Regions from separate parts of the Sus scrofa genome. Here all the other regions are linked to region 3. Evidence: chromatin contacts called from public Hi-C and HiChIP or PLAC-seq data. All regions are on one chromosome and are shown on one strand. Each heading gives the region's core, a stretch centred on a gene start, on an enhancer-like site or on the middle of the called end of the contact. The rest is flanking DNA. Distances are from core to core; before and after follow the strand shown.

Evidence for each region. A called contact is a pair of places that touch in the nucleus more often than the background predicts. HiChIP or PLAC-seq counts read pairs in DNA pulled down with a chosen protein or histone mark.
Region 1: a contact with region 3 is called in a Hi-C map of liver, with 7 times the contacts expected there. The contact joins the promoter of FAM110C here to the promoter of TMEM18 in region 3. A contact is called at or near these places in 1 of 5 promoter capture datasets (liver) and 2 of 47 Hi-C or Micro-C datasets (epiblast stem cells and liver).
Region 2: an H3K27ac HiChIP or PLAC-seq map of alveolar macrophages shows a contact between it and region 3. The contact joins the promoter of ACP1 here to the promoter of TMEM18 in region 3. A contact is called at or near these places in 2 of 5 promoter capture datasets (fetal liver and liver), 5 of 47 Hi-C or Micro-C datasets (liver, omental adipose tissue, retroperitoneal adipose tissue and 1 more) and 2 of 2 datasets of contacts at active chromatin or transcription factors (alveolar macrophages and skeletal muscle).

Annotation. Positions count from the first base shown.
Region 1 is chr3:132,808,156-132,812,671 of Sscrofa11.1, forward strand. It overlaps FAM110C (protein FAM110C), which reads left to right and starts at 1,883. Exons shown (of 2, transcript XR_002342890.1): 1 at 1,883-2,341. It overlaps LOC110260067 (a long non-coding RNA gene), which reads right to left and starts at 2,322. Exons shown (of 3, transcript XR_002342891.1): 1 at 2,207-2,322.
Region 2 is chr3:132,683,218-132,687,600 of Sscrofa11.1, forward strand. It overlaps ACP1 (low molecular weight phosphotyrosine protein phosphatase), which reads right to left and starts at 1,576. Exons shown (of 5, transcript XM_021087954.1): 1 at 1,397-1,576. The coding sequence starts at 1,439. SH3YL1 (SH3 and SYLF domain containing 1) reads left to right here and starts at 2,278. Exons shown (of 11, transcript NM_001244340.1): 1 at 2,278-2,320. The coding sequence starts at 2,320.
Region 3 is chr3:132,421,041-132,425,531 of Sscrofa11.1, forward strand. It overlaps TMEM18 (transmembrane protein 18), which reads left to right and starts at 3,068. Exons shown (of 5, transcript XM_003125401.5): 1 at 3,068-4,491.

The DNA of each region.
Region 1 (4,516 bases), core at 633-3,132, 390 kb after region 3:
CGTAATTACTCTGGCTAGAACTTTCATTACTATGCTGACTAGAATTGGTGAAAGTGGGCATCCTTGTCTTGTTTCTAATCTTAGAGGAAAAGCTTTCAGTCTCTCAGTCACTGAGTACAATGTTCACTAGGGTTTTTCACATATGACATTTATTATGCTGAAATAGTTTCCTTGTATTCCTAGTTTATTGAGTGTTTTTATCATGAAACGGTGTTGAATTTTGTCGTGTTTTTTCTGCACTGAATGAGATGACCGTATGTTCTTTTTCCCCCTCCATTCTGTTGATGTGACATATCACACTGATTGATTTTCATGTGATGAACCACCCTTGCATTCCAGGAATAATCCCACTTGGTTATGGTGTATAATCCTTTCAGTATGCTGCTGGATCATGCTTGCTGGTGTTTTGTTAATCATTTTTGCGTTGATATTCCTAAGGGATATTGACCTGTAGATTTCTTCTCTGGAGTCTCTGTTTGACTTTGTTGTCAGAGTAATGAAGGCCTTATAGAATGAGTTAGAAAGGGTTCCTTCTCCTTCAGTTTTTGAGAAAAGTTTAAGAAGGACTGGCATTAATTCTTTAAAAGTTCCGTGAGTGAAGACTCCGGTCCGGAGCTCTTCTTGGACAGTAGAGATTTGATTGCTGATTCAATATCCTTACTGTTATAGGTCTATTTGGATTTTCTATTTCTTATGATTTTAGTCTGGTAAGTTTTATGTTTCCAGAAATTTATTCAAAACTGCCACTACATTTGTCTTATTTTTTAAAAAATTTCACATACATCATGGTCATGTCCCACTCTGTAAAATATCTTGTGGAAGCATGCCTGTACGTGATTACACAATACTCAGTCCCAGGAGCATGTCATACATTATCTAACCTTCTTTCTATTGTTGAATGTAGGTTGATTTTAACTGTCTGCAGGAATATCCACATACTGTGCACACAGCTCTTGGTTCCTTAGCATAAGCTCCTAGGAGTAGTTTCTGGATCACTGGGTCTGTAAGCGATATTTCCTGCTCTGACCAAGTCTTTTGAGATAATGCCAGGGTGGAAATTAGGCTCAAATTCTAAGCTAGCAGTTGAGCAATATGAACAATTTATTTATGATATTTCTTGTATCCTATTACTCCAGTTCTATTTATCCAGTTAATTATCTTCTTAATAGATAGAAAATTCTGGATAGAAATATAATTAGCTTTAATAGCAATAAATCTTAAATACAACTTTATAGCAGTTTTATTTTACCCTTGTCTTCAATAGTCACATGCGAATTCACTAACCTTATTTAAAACATGACAACTGACTAATCATAACCATGATCATCCAACCATAAATTTATTTACTGAAAATGTGATCTTACCAGATATGGTGCTAAGCCCCTTATATGTGTTATCTCATCAACAAATGCCCGAGCAGGTGGTGTAATAAGCTGTAGTTTATAGATGAGCAACCAGAGGCATTGAGAAGTCCAACCTGACAGCCTCTTTAAAAGCCACAACAGAGACCTAAGCCTAGGTCTTTCTTTAACAATCATTTAGTGCTCACTACAAAGCAATAGATTTTCTAAACTACAAAAATGAGGAAGTTTACAACTGACAAAGTCTTGAGAGGTTTGTTATATGTGCAATGGAACATAGCTAATAAATGGTGGATCCAGGCTCAGGCAAATACCAGATGTCCTCTGTTTGGGAGTTGCCTTTCTCTGGACGCTAAAGTGCAAATTAGGAAAAGGAGCCACTTAGGGCTAAGCAATTAAAAAAGTTTTTTTTTTTTTTTTTTTTTTTTTTTTTCCTCTCTCAGATTGACAATAGACCAGGCTGCCTGAGCAGAGAAAACTCTGGACTTTGGCCCTTCCACCAATAGTGTCCTATTATGGGAAGCTGGTGCAGGCGCTCTCTCACAGCTCTGGCTTGTTCTCTCCCTCCCGCTTCTCTCCCCACCTCCCTCCCCCACCTCCTGCTTTCTCTCTCTCCTCTCCCCAGCACTCTCTCCCCCTCCCTCTCCACCCACCCCCGCTTTCCCCTCCTCCCCTTCTGCTCAGAATGTCTCCCCCCCCCTTGCTCTCTCTTCTCCCTGCTCTCGCTCCCCCCCCCACCGCCCGCTCAGCGTCCCCCTCCTGCCCGCGCTCTCTCCCTCTCCCTCCTCCTCCCCAGGACCACGGTCGTCTTTTCCGATCAGTGGGGCCTCTTCCGGTGACACTACCTGGGTCGGCTGGTTCTCAGGAGGCCTGGTTTCTTCTGTTCTGTCACTGACTATGGGATTTTGCTTCACGGAAATTCAAGGTCTCAGAACCCATTTGCAACCTGCTGCGGTTCTCGGATCCTGGGTCGCTAGATGGTAAGCATTCGCCAAACCTGGTTGAAAACATTCAGCTGCTGCCCCTGCTAACCCCTAAACAGGCCCCTCCTGGTGCCCATTGGCGTTTCTGGAAACAAAACAGACCTTGATGTAAGGGAGCCACTGCCCGCAGCCCACAGGGTAGCTGGGGAGCCCCGCACCAGGCACACTCAACCGCAGCTTTGAGAGGTCAGCATTATCTTGAGTCGGCCTTAACATGAGATAACGTGGACATTTCACTCGTCTGGCAGATATTTTTAGACCTTTGTCCAACTTTCGAAAAAATGGAATTTTGGAAATGTTTTCTTTTAAACCTTTAACATTCCTAGGCTGATCCACTGCCCTAGTGAACCCGTGGTTTCCCCGCTGCGTTGATTACGGTAAAAACGGCAATCATTCTGGGAAATCTGTTCAGGTTTTTCCAAATCCAGGGAGCCTCGCCTCCGCTTCCTGCGAGTCCCGGCACCAGGTGCTCGGGTCTTGTCAGGCCCACAGCCGGCCTCCTGCCTGAGCTACGACGTGACCCAGGTCCCTACCAGATTCCTGGGTTCTTTCTACCTAACAAACAGACTGCGTTCTCTTTCGGTATAAGCAGTGCCCAGGTGATAATTTAGGGAATTAAAAAAGTCAAGTTTCCAAACAGTTGAGGTCACTTTAAGAATTCAAAGGATTTGAGACACCTGCGGGGGGGGGGGCGAATCCCGTTCGCTCTGCCCTCCCCCAAGTCCGGAAATGCCAGCTTAAAACGACAACCCGAGGCACTCCCAGGCTGGGAGGAGGCGGCTGATACCTGGATCTGAACCAGCTCAGTCCCTCCCGGACCCTTTGCCCCCCGGCGCCCTGGAGCCCTCACAGCTTCGGCGCGTGGGGCTCAGCGCGCAGCCCTCCAGCCTATTGGCTGCTAGGACTGCGTGTGGGTGGGAGCCGGGTCTGGGGCACGGGGCGGGGGCGTGGACCCGGGTCCAGGCCGGAGGTGGGGGCCGGGGCCTGGGCCGGGGCCGGAGGGGCGGGGCCGGACGGGCGGGTACTCCAGCGATTAGCCAATCCGTGAGGACTCCGGTTCGCCCTGACTCCAGACCAGCCGGCGGGAACTGGGGCGCCGCTCTACTCCGCCCGAGTTCGGAATTGGTAAAAGGACGGGCGGGAGCCGCAGCGGAAGCGCGTTTCCGCGGTGCGCTGAGGCTTGCGGATCCCCGAGGATGCGCGCCCTGCCAACCCTGGACGCGCCCCCAAACGAGCGGCTCCTGTTCCGGGACCTCGAGGCCCCCAGGGCCCGGGACGCGGCGGAGCCGGCGCGCAGGAGTGCCGTGGAGAGGCTGGCAGCCGACCGTGCCAAGTACGTGCGGGGTGCGCCGGGGGCGGGCCCAGGCCCGGTTGGCGAGGGCAACAGCCCCGAGGCGGTCGAAGGACAGACGGGCGACCCTCGGCCCCCGGCCCGAGTCTCCGGGCCCGTGGCGCGCAGGGCCATAGCGCGGAAGCCCCTGAGGCCAGACTCGCTGGTCATCTACCGGCAGAAATGCGAGTTCGTCCGAGGGCCGGGAGCCGACGGCCCTAAGGGGAGCCTGGTGAAGAAGCTCTTCCAGGGACCGGTCAAGGACAAGACGGCCCCCGGCGTGCCCCACGTGGGAGAGGAGGGCAGGGCCGAGGAGGCTGCCCGGACTGAGCCCGGCCGCGTAGTGGCTCCCGCAGTCCCAGGGCCCCCGACGCTCCCGGAGCCCGCCCCGCCTGTCGAGGCGGCCCCCAGGGTCCCGGCTGCGCCCCGGGACCCAGAGCTCGAGGGGCCTCGCCCCGGGACCCTGCGAGGAGCGAGGCGCCGGGGACTGCAGCGCTCGCAGTCCGACCTCAGCTCCCGCTACTCCGCATCCTTGGCCGAGTTCGACACCTTCTTCCAGTACTGCGGCTTGGAGCCCGAGGTGGTGGAGGCGCTGGGGAGGGAGAACTTCTCCGCGGCGTCGGATCGCGTCGCCCTCAAGGTCCGCAGCGTGAGCGTCGCCACCTCCGATAGCGGCTTCTCCCGGCACAGCGGCGGCGACGAGGGGCTGCAGGAGGACGAGCTGACGGAGCAGGGGTCCGGCACCACCTCCGTGGTGGAGAGGAACGCTCGTATCATCAAGTGGCTGTACACCTGTAAGAAGGCCAGAGAGGCCCCGGGCCAGGGGCTGCAGGGCCCGGCGT
Region 2 (4,383 bases), core at 326-2,825, 260 kb after region 3:
GTTCACACCATCCCTCAGCCTTCAGTGGAGGGCTTAAAAAATGAATGATGCCTACTGTCAAAACTTACTTTTCCCCTCCTAGAAATTTAATGCTGCAAATAGCTAGTGAGCATCTTATTTTGTCCTACAGCTGGAAATACAAAGAAAAATAAGCCACAGTTATTGCCATCAAGAGGGCTACATCTAGCTATAATCTGAGGAGGCTAACAAGTAATCATAATAAAACCTGAGTGAGGAAAGGTTATCTATAAAAAGGGTCGCAGGAACAACTCAGCTCCACTTAGAGGATCTGGGAAAAGGAAAGAAGGGAATACTTGGGTCTGACCTTTTGGAAAGGCTTTTGGGTATTATGCAAAATGGACTTCCACGAGGGAAGGCCCATGCAGAGCATGTGAAGTGCTAGAAACGAGCAAGCCTGAGGGTGTGGGTGAAAGAGGATAGTGGGGAGACCAGGCAGACTTCTTTGGTCTTCCTGAAGGGGCACCTAAAAAGGAGTGGAAGCGCTATTCTGCAGGAAACACACATATGGGAAGATTCAAAGTCACTGGACTACTGACCATTCAGGCCTTCCTCTCTGAGGAATGAAGGAGACAGATGAACGCACCAAGGAATAGAACCCTGTGGTCTGCATCAAAGGAATACTCTGGAAAGCTTAAGGGAAAGTGCACTTCATTTTGAGTAAGGGAGGCTAACTGCTGAAATCCTAAAAATCAAAATAATTCTGAGCTGGAAGTTACCTGAAGAATTAAAACATTTTAAAAATTCTTTATTTTCATGTATAGGAACCCCGGTACACGGGCTGTCATGGCGACCTGGGGAATCCGGCTGCCTGATCTAGCTGTTATAACCAAATCCTAAACCCTCCCATTCCATCCGCCTTCAGGTCAGATCCACTTGTGGGCAGTGGCCAAACAAGCCAACAAGCCAGTGTTGTCAGGGGTTTCCGGGAATCAGGAGGCCCTTAAGAGACAAATCAATCCAGCGGCGTTGGGTCTATGGGATGAAGATGAAAAAGGGATGCTAGGCCGGTGCAATGCCTGGAGTGCAGGTACTCCGCGCGGGAGGGGCCTCGGTCTTGGGGAAAGAGCTGTGCAGAAGTGAGAGGCCCAGGCCTGCACCGAGGACCGGGCAGGGGACAGGGGATCCGACGTGGAGACAGGACTGAACAGGGGAGAGGGGACGCCCTTGGAGAGAGAACCCGGCACGTTAAGGAGACCCCGCCTGCAGAGCGGCCAGGGCAGCTGCGCGACGTGGAGAGAGCGCGGCGCCCCATCCGACCCTCAGGTCTCCCCTCTCTGGCCTCCTCCCCTTCACCGTCCCTGCCCAGCGGCGCAGCCCAGAGCTCACGGAGCCCACCCCAGCCCTCCAGATTGGGGTTAGATCAGCGGCGTCTCACCCAGACACACGAACAGCACCGACTTAGTCACCTGCTCGGCCATCTTCCCGCGCGCAAAGAGGCGCCCAGTAACCGCGTCGAACTGCTTCCGGCGCGGCGCAGGCGCACTGCCAGCAACCCGCGCCACGCGCCTGCGCAGTCCGACCCCGCTCCGCCTAAAGAGAGCGTGCGGTCTCGCGCCTGCGCATTCTGGCCCGAGCGCCGAGAGAGGGAGGAGGAGCCGAGAGCCACCTGCGGGGGGTGGGGGGACTAGGGGCGGGGAGGGGGCGGGGCTGAGGGCCACCTGGAGGGGGAGGGGCTCAGTGGGGACGAATTCAGGTCACAGGGCTCGGTGACGTGACCACCCGAGGGCGGGGGAGGGCGTAGCCCCGAGCTCCACCCCAGAGATTAGGGGCCACAAACTGAAGCCTGAGAGGCGGGGCCTCATCGGTCCCCAAGGGTCCTCGGAGAGTCAGGGGTCAGTCCTGGGGTTCAGTTGAGCGTCCCTCACCCGGGCCGCGCGGCCGAACGTGCGGCCTGCTGTCAGGGGTGGGCGGGTTACCAAGGGCGCCTCCCGGGGCCCCTGGACCCTCGACCCCTAGTCCCCCGGTCAGAACCGCCGCTCACAGTTCTCTCTGCGACAGGGCGGCCACCGGGCTGCCCAGTCGTCAAAGATGGGCTGCTTCAGGAGCAGCCCTGGGACCCAGGAAGGGGAGCGCACACCCTCCCTAGCTGCTGTTTTTGTCCTGCGAATACGTATAAAGTAGGTGCTTTGCCCTGGACCAAAGCGGGTGTTTACCTGCTCCCTCACCTGTCTCAGGTGCGCACCTCGCTAGACTGGTCCCTGCCCTGGGAGGCGGAGCCGAGCAGGGAGCGCCCTTCCTCTTCCTGGGTAGGTGTCCGCAGCTCGAGGGGCGCCGGAGCGGAGGAGGCTCGGGGTCACAAGTGAGTACAGGTGTCGGTGACGCCACTGAACCTCACCTGGAATCGGGACCACCCCTCTTATCCTGCTTTTAAAAAGTTTTGCTGGGGAGGGCAAATCTTCGGTGAAAGAGGGAGAAATGATGTCTTTGGGATTTTTTGCTGTTGCACATCTATTAATACTTAAATATCCCACAAGATGTCAGAAGTTAAGAGCTCCCTGGACTCTCCACAAAGGTGGCTGATTCAAGTGTAGCCCCAGGCGATTCAATTTACAGAAAACTTCTAAGGTTTTAATTTTAATCATCATAACTCATTTTTTGTTATTTGCGAATATGTAATATTTGAAAAGCCAAGTATTAGTTACTATCTTTTTCATTCCCATCTGTTTCAGTAGAGGTTCTGGTCCTTTTTTAGACAATTTGGGTTTAGATGCTTCTGACTGTGGGGCAGGAGTCATGGTCCCCCTGAGGTGAAGGGCCCAGGCCCTCTGCAGCTCACCTGGCCCTGCCTGTGATCAGCCATGGTTTCAGAAAACCTCTCGGGGCAGAGTGGCTGCTTCCCTGGGGCTGGGAGCACTGGACCACGTTGCTGAGGTGGTTTTCCCTTGCTTAAAAAAATGGGAAACTGCTCTGAATTGGTAGATGACCACAAGGTAATGAGATTTACCCTGCCAGCTGGAAATGTGTCATTCTCACTTCATTTCAACAAATAATTCAGTGTTACCCCTGCTGCTGCTGCTGAGGCTGAGTTGGAGACAGTGACACAGACAGGGGGCCCCTGCCCGACAGGGAGTAGGAAAGATGGTCCTGGAAGGTTCTACCAAAGGGGAGAAGTTTTCAGATTTTCTTCTGTATACAGAACACGAGTGTCCTGCTTTCTTGTCCTCATCAGAGTTTTTATTGAGTTGTGGAAGATGCTTGAATTAATAACGGGTTAGTTGGGAAATCTGCACACACCCACCTCAGCAAAATAACAGGTTTCCGTAGTACTGTTGAGTCCTTTGTGTGACCTGCTATTGGAAGATCTGTGCAGTGACCAGCTGGAGGTTAAAATAAGTTATAACTTCATCCTGTTTATCATGCTTAAATTAAAGAGGCATGGTGATATGGTTTACGAATGTTCTGCTGAAACAAAATGAGTTACTGCTACCTCTCATTTTTGTAAAATTAAAACAATTATTTAAAAGAAAGAAATCTTTGCTCATCCAGAGTGATTTGATGCTTTTATTCCATGCAGAATGTTTTCTCAGGGGATTTCTCACTGTTTAGAAATAAGGGCGCGGTGTCTGGGAAGAAGAGAATGTTGACAAGTTGAGGGGATGTTGCCACCCTGTTGCCGAATGACCAATGGTCACAAGTCCTGCACGTTGCCTTATGTGCAAGTGTGTCCTGATAAGACATCCTCCTAAGAGCAGGGAATTTTTGTTTTCTTTGGAAGGAATCCATTTTCACACTAAATGATCAGCCTGGAGTGGCAGGTGTAGTCCTGCTCTGAGTCTGAGAAAAAGTGAAGCGGATATAAGTCAAGGGTTTCCTCATGCCCGAAGTCATGCAGTCTGTCCTCTCATCCGAAGCCTGCGGTCAGGGGGACAAGGAAAGAAGCGCAGGTCAAACTAATGTTTGGGTTCAAATGATCAGTTTGAAGTTTGGATTAGATGGTTAATGACCTGACCAGTGAGACCTGTTTTGATTTCTAGAACTGACAAACGTTGTATCCTTAAGACAAAGGAATTAAACCCAGACCACAGAAAGATAAGAGTTAGTTTAAGAAACAATGGCCAGAGTTCCCGTTTGGCGCAGCGGAAACAAATCCGACTAGTATCCATGAGGATGTGGGTTTGATCCCTGGCCTCGCTCAGTGGGTCAGGGATCCTCTGTTGCTGTGAGCTGTGGTGTAGGTCGAAGTCGTGGCTTGGATTCTGTGTTACCGGGGCTGCAGCTTGGATTCTGCCCCTTAGCCTGGGGACGCCCTTATGCCGCTAGTGCGGCCCTAAAAAGGAAAAGAAAGAAAGAAAGAAACAATGGCCATAGTTATCAGGCAGTGGTGTCCAAGATGATAATGTTCTAATAAAGCTAAAGGCAACA
Region 3 (4,491 bases), core at 1,818-4,317:
ATTCAAGCTCACTCACCTATTTTTTTTTTTTTTTTTTTTTTTTTTTGCTTTTTAGGGCGCACTCACAGCATATGGAGGTTCCCAGGCTAGGGGTCAAATTGGAGCTGTAGCCGCTGGTCTACACCACAGCCACAGTAACTCGGGATCTGAGCCACGTCTGCGACCTATACCACAGCTCCCGGCAACACCAGATCCTTAACCCACTGAGAGAGGCCAGGGATCAAACCCGTGTCCTCATGGATGCTAGTCAAGTTTATTACCACTAAGCCACATGGGAACTCCCAGACTCACAACACTTTGAGAAAAACAAATACTTCAGTAGAGAGCGTGCGTGCGAGGGCTGGATAACGTCAGTGGAGCTCACGTTCTGCCTGAGACTCAGTGTCTGTTCCCTCAAGCCCACGGATCAAAGCCTCCCCGGGGATGGCGCTGGGAGGCGCTCTGGAAGGTGATGGGTCACAGGATGGAGCCTCGTGATGGGGGTCGGGACCTCACAGAAGGGACCCCAGGACTCCCTGGCCCGTCACCACTGAGGGCACAGGTGAAGAAGCGGCCTGAGGCCCAGGAGGAGGCCTCCGGGCCCGCCGGCGCCTTGACCCCAGGCGTCAGCCTCCGGAACCCTGAGGCCTGGTGTCCACGTCTCCACGCGGCCCCGGGAGGCGACTCCAGCGAAGGCGCCTGGGCGGGATGAGACCCTCTTAGCAGGAGCGAGGAGATCCAGGGACGTAGGTGTCGCCTTTTTAATAAAAACACCAAGAAGATGGTGATACAAGGAGTTTATGGAAATCCTGCTACAGCGACACACTTACCATGCACGGGGCTTCAAAGTCAACCAGCTTCCTATTTGTTACATAAAAGTCTGTCATTCTTAACATGGTGAACGGTCGTATTTTATTTTATTTTATTTTATTTTATTTGTTTTAATTTTTTTGTCTTTTCACCTTTTCTAGGGCCGCACCCACGGCATATGGAGGTTCCCAGGCTAGGGGTCTAATTGGAGCCGTAGCTGCCGGCCTACACAACAGCCACAGCAACTCGGGATCCGAGCCACGTCTGCAACCTACACCACAGCTCACGGCAACGCCGGATCCTTAACCCACTGAGCCAGGCCAGGGATCAAACCCCATCGTCATGGAGACTACGTTGGGTTCCTAACCCACTGAGCCACGACAGCAACTCCAAGATGCGCTTTTTCTAGTTAGAGGAGAACCATTTGAGAGGAGGCTGGTGGGGCTGCACCTGCAGGGAGAGCCAGGAGGTACCAGGCTCTGGAGGTGGCCGCGTCCAACCCGGGCCCTGACTCCCTCCTGGCTGTCTCTCTGGCAGTGTACCCTGCTCCCCCGAGTCTGTTTCCTCACCACAAACACCCATCCCACAGAGTGTGTAGGGGTTTCTGCTTCTGCAATGGTCAGCTCTGTCCTCATCACGTCAGAGAGGAAGGCCGTGGCCTGCGAGGCTGGACTGAAGCCAGTTGAGAGAAGGTCCCAGAAGGAAGAATCTTGAGATGATGCAGGGGTCAGGAGCTTTGGGCAGGAAGGAGCTCTCTGCAGCAGGCCCTCCTGTCTGGCCACCACCCTGAAGCCAGGCGCCCCCAGGCCCTGCTCAGCTCTGGCCTTAGGACACCCGGCAAGTCTCCGGGTCACACGGCGCCTTTTGCTGAACGATCGGTTCTCTTCTAGATGAGAGAAGCACGAATGCAGAGTAAGTGAGGCACAGAGGACCGGACCTTTCCCACAGCTCCCCTTGGGCAGAGTCTCGAAAGGCGAACAAGCTGTGGGACAGGACAGCATCTCAGGAAGCTCAGGAGAGGGAACAAGCCGGCCGCCCGTGGGGGACGCTGCCCTCCTGGCTCCACGATTAACGGACGTCACCTCCCGTCGCCCTTGAAAACTTCCACGGCAGAATCTTCCTGGTTGGTTTGGGGACCCTGAGCCCGCCTCCTCCCCAGAGTGTCGGCTTCTGACCAGAGCAACTGCCTCCGTTTCTACCAACACTTGTCTCCTGAGCACGGTTTTCGAGGGCCGAGGCCGGCAGCACAGGGGTTAGGTCCTGGGCAGGGGGCCCTGTCACTTCCTCCCTGAGATGGGGCCCCTCAGCCCTACAGCCCACTGCCCACCGAGGTCTCCTGTCTCCCACCCGCCGCGGTCAGAAGCCGGGCACACTCCCCGAGCAGCAGCCCTGGTTCCGGCAGCGCCCGTTACCCCGCAGCTGTGGGTCGGTGTGCCCTAACCCTGGGGTCTTTGCAGACGTGATCAGGTTAGGACGAGTCTCTACTGGAGGACGGTGGGCCCTGACCTGGGTGCCCTGATGGGAGAGAAGACGAGGGCACAGGTGACAACAGAATGGGCAGCTGCAAGGGGCAGGAGGGACCCTGCCCTCCTCTTTCAGAGTGGTTTTGCTCTCTGCTGTGTGGCCCCCAGCCTGGTGTGGTCAGTCCGCCCAGGACACAAGGCGGTGCTGGCTGCGAGGCAGGTTAGGTTCCAGGAAGCCGCCCTGAGACTCCCCCACCCCCACTTGGTCTGGAGGTGCCCGCATTGGGAGGTGCCACTCCCTGCTGCTGGTCAGTCTGTGGCTGCCAGGCCTCACTCCTTGGCCCTTCCCACACCACCTGCTGGGCCGGAAACCCCCCTTACCAGCTGGAGCTGCCTTGCAAAGGGCAAAGCAAATGTCTTCGTCCTCATTGGGCGTCTGCTCTGATGGCGTCCGCCCCAGCCTCTGCCTTAGTGGGACCCACGTCAGTGCCACCTGTGGAGGCCAAAACCCACCTGACTGAGCCCAGGTCAGCAAACCACCACGGTGGAAGCACCTCCCTGACCCACAAAGAAGCCCTCTGCCTGGAGGACCCTGAAGCCACAATCGAGACACACGACTTAAACCCTAAAACTTCATTTAAAAAATGTATGTGTCCAGGCAATGCACAAAATGTCGTGTTTGAGAAAAATTAGTAAGTATACCTGTCTCCTGTGCCCAAGATAGAAAACAAATCATAAGAGTGTACCGAGGTCAGGAGACACTAAGAGAGTACTGAAACTATAGAGTGAAGACGAGATACTAATTTGTTGACTTTACAAAACTTTTATTATCCGTAATTATGGACTTACAAGTACATTTTCTTAATGTCATTTATTTCTTTTTTTGGCTGCTCTCTGCCCCGGCCCCAGAGCTCACAAGCCAGGGATCAGCTCTGATCCATAGTTGTGACCTAAGCCACAGCTGCAACAGCGCTGGATCCCCAACCCACTGTGCTGGGCCAGGGATCGAACCTGTGTCCCAGTGCTCCAGAGATGCTGCCGCCAATCCCTGCACCGCAGTGGCAACGCCACAAGCACATTTTTAAATCACTGTACTTTTTAAAAGGCAATCTATGGGGGGAAAGAATCAAAAATAACAGATATGGCTACTCCATTATGCTCAGAAAAAAGTATTTCTCTAACTAAGGTGATGTAAACTAAAAACTCGATTCAGGAACGATGACTATACGAAAACCATTTGCTGTAAACAGCTTCACCTAATTCAGGTTTTGAAAGCTGGCTGTGTCTGTGGTGTGAAGCCCGCTTGTGGGAGAGCAAGGTCCCGCCCGACAGAGCCCGCTTGTCCGGGGAGCCGTGGCCCAGGGGTACGGGTGAAGGGCGCTGGAGAGACCTCCGCCACGGAAGCCAGACCGGTGGACCTGCAGACTCACTGGTGTGGAGCCTCAGGAAAACTCCCCTGCAGCAAGGAAAAGAAACCCTGGTGCGGCTCTCACGCATGCGGGTTCAGTTCTGGCTTGATCCTGCCATTCAGGGAGGCTCACCTTCTCCCTCCCTCCCGCCACGTTGCAGGTGCCAAGTACCCTCAAACTGTCAAGGGGCTGCAGTCCTTTCCCGCAACCTTCCTCCAGCTCCACCCAGAGACCAGGGGCTCGCTTGGAGCTCCCGTCAGTCTGCATGGGAGACATGCCATGTGCTGATTCCATTTCAAAGCGTTTTTAATTGACAGAGGATTCAGGACTCCCCAATTAGTGTGACAATTAGGAATAGGAACCTCATTTAAGACGGAGGCTGGAGGAGTTCCTGCCCTGGCTCAGGGGCTAACCAACTGATTAGTATCCATGAGGACTCGGGTTCAAACCCTGGCACCGCTCAGTGGGTTAAAGATCCGGCATTGCCGAGTCATGAGCGTGGTGTAGGTCACAGAGGCGGCTGGGGTCCCACGTTGCTGTGGCTGTGGTGTAGGCCCGCTAGCCTGGGAATTGCCATGCGCAGCAGGCACTGCCCTAAAAAGGGAAAAAAGATGGAGGCTGGAGGCGGAAGCTGGAGCCCTCAGGGAAGTACCTCTCAGCCCCTCCGCAGACCAGCCAGGGAGGGAAGATTCCGCGGTGGCAACAGCTCAGCCAAGGGGAGACCACTGCTGCTCAGCCAATGAGAAGCCACCGTCATCCAGCCAATTGGAACCCTCCCCACCACTCTCGCTTTCCTCCCATGGACCTTCTTGGAAGCAGCCCTTCTCACT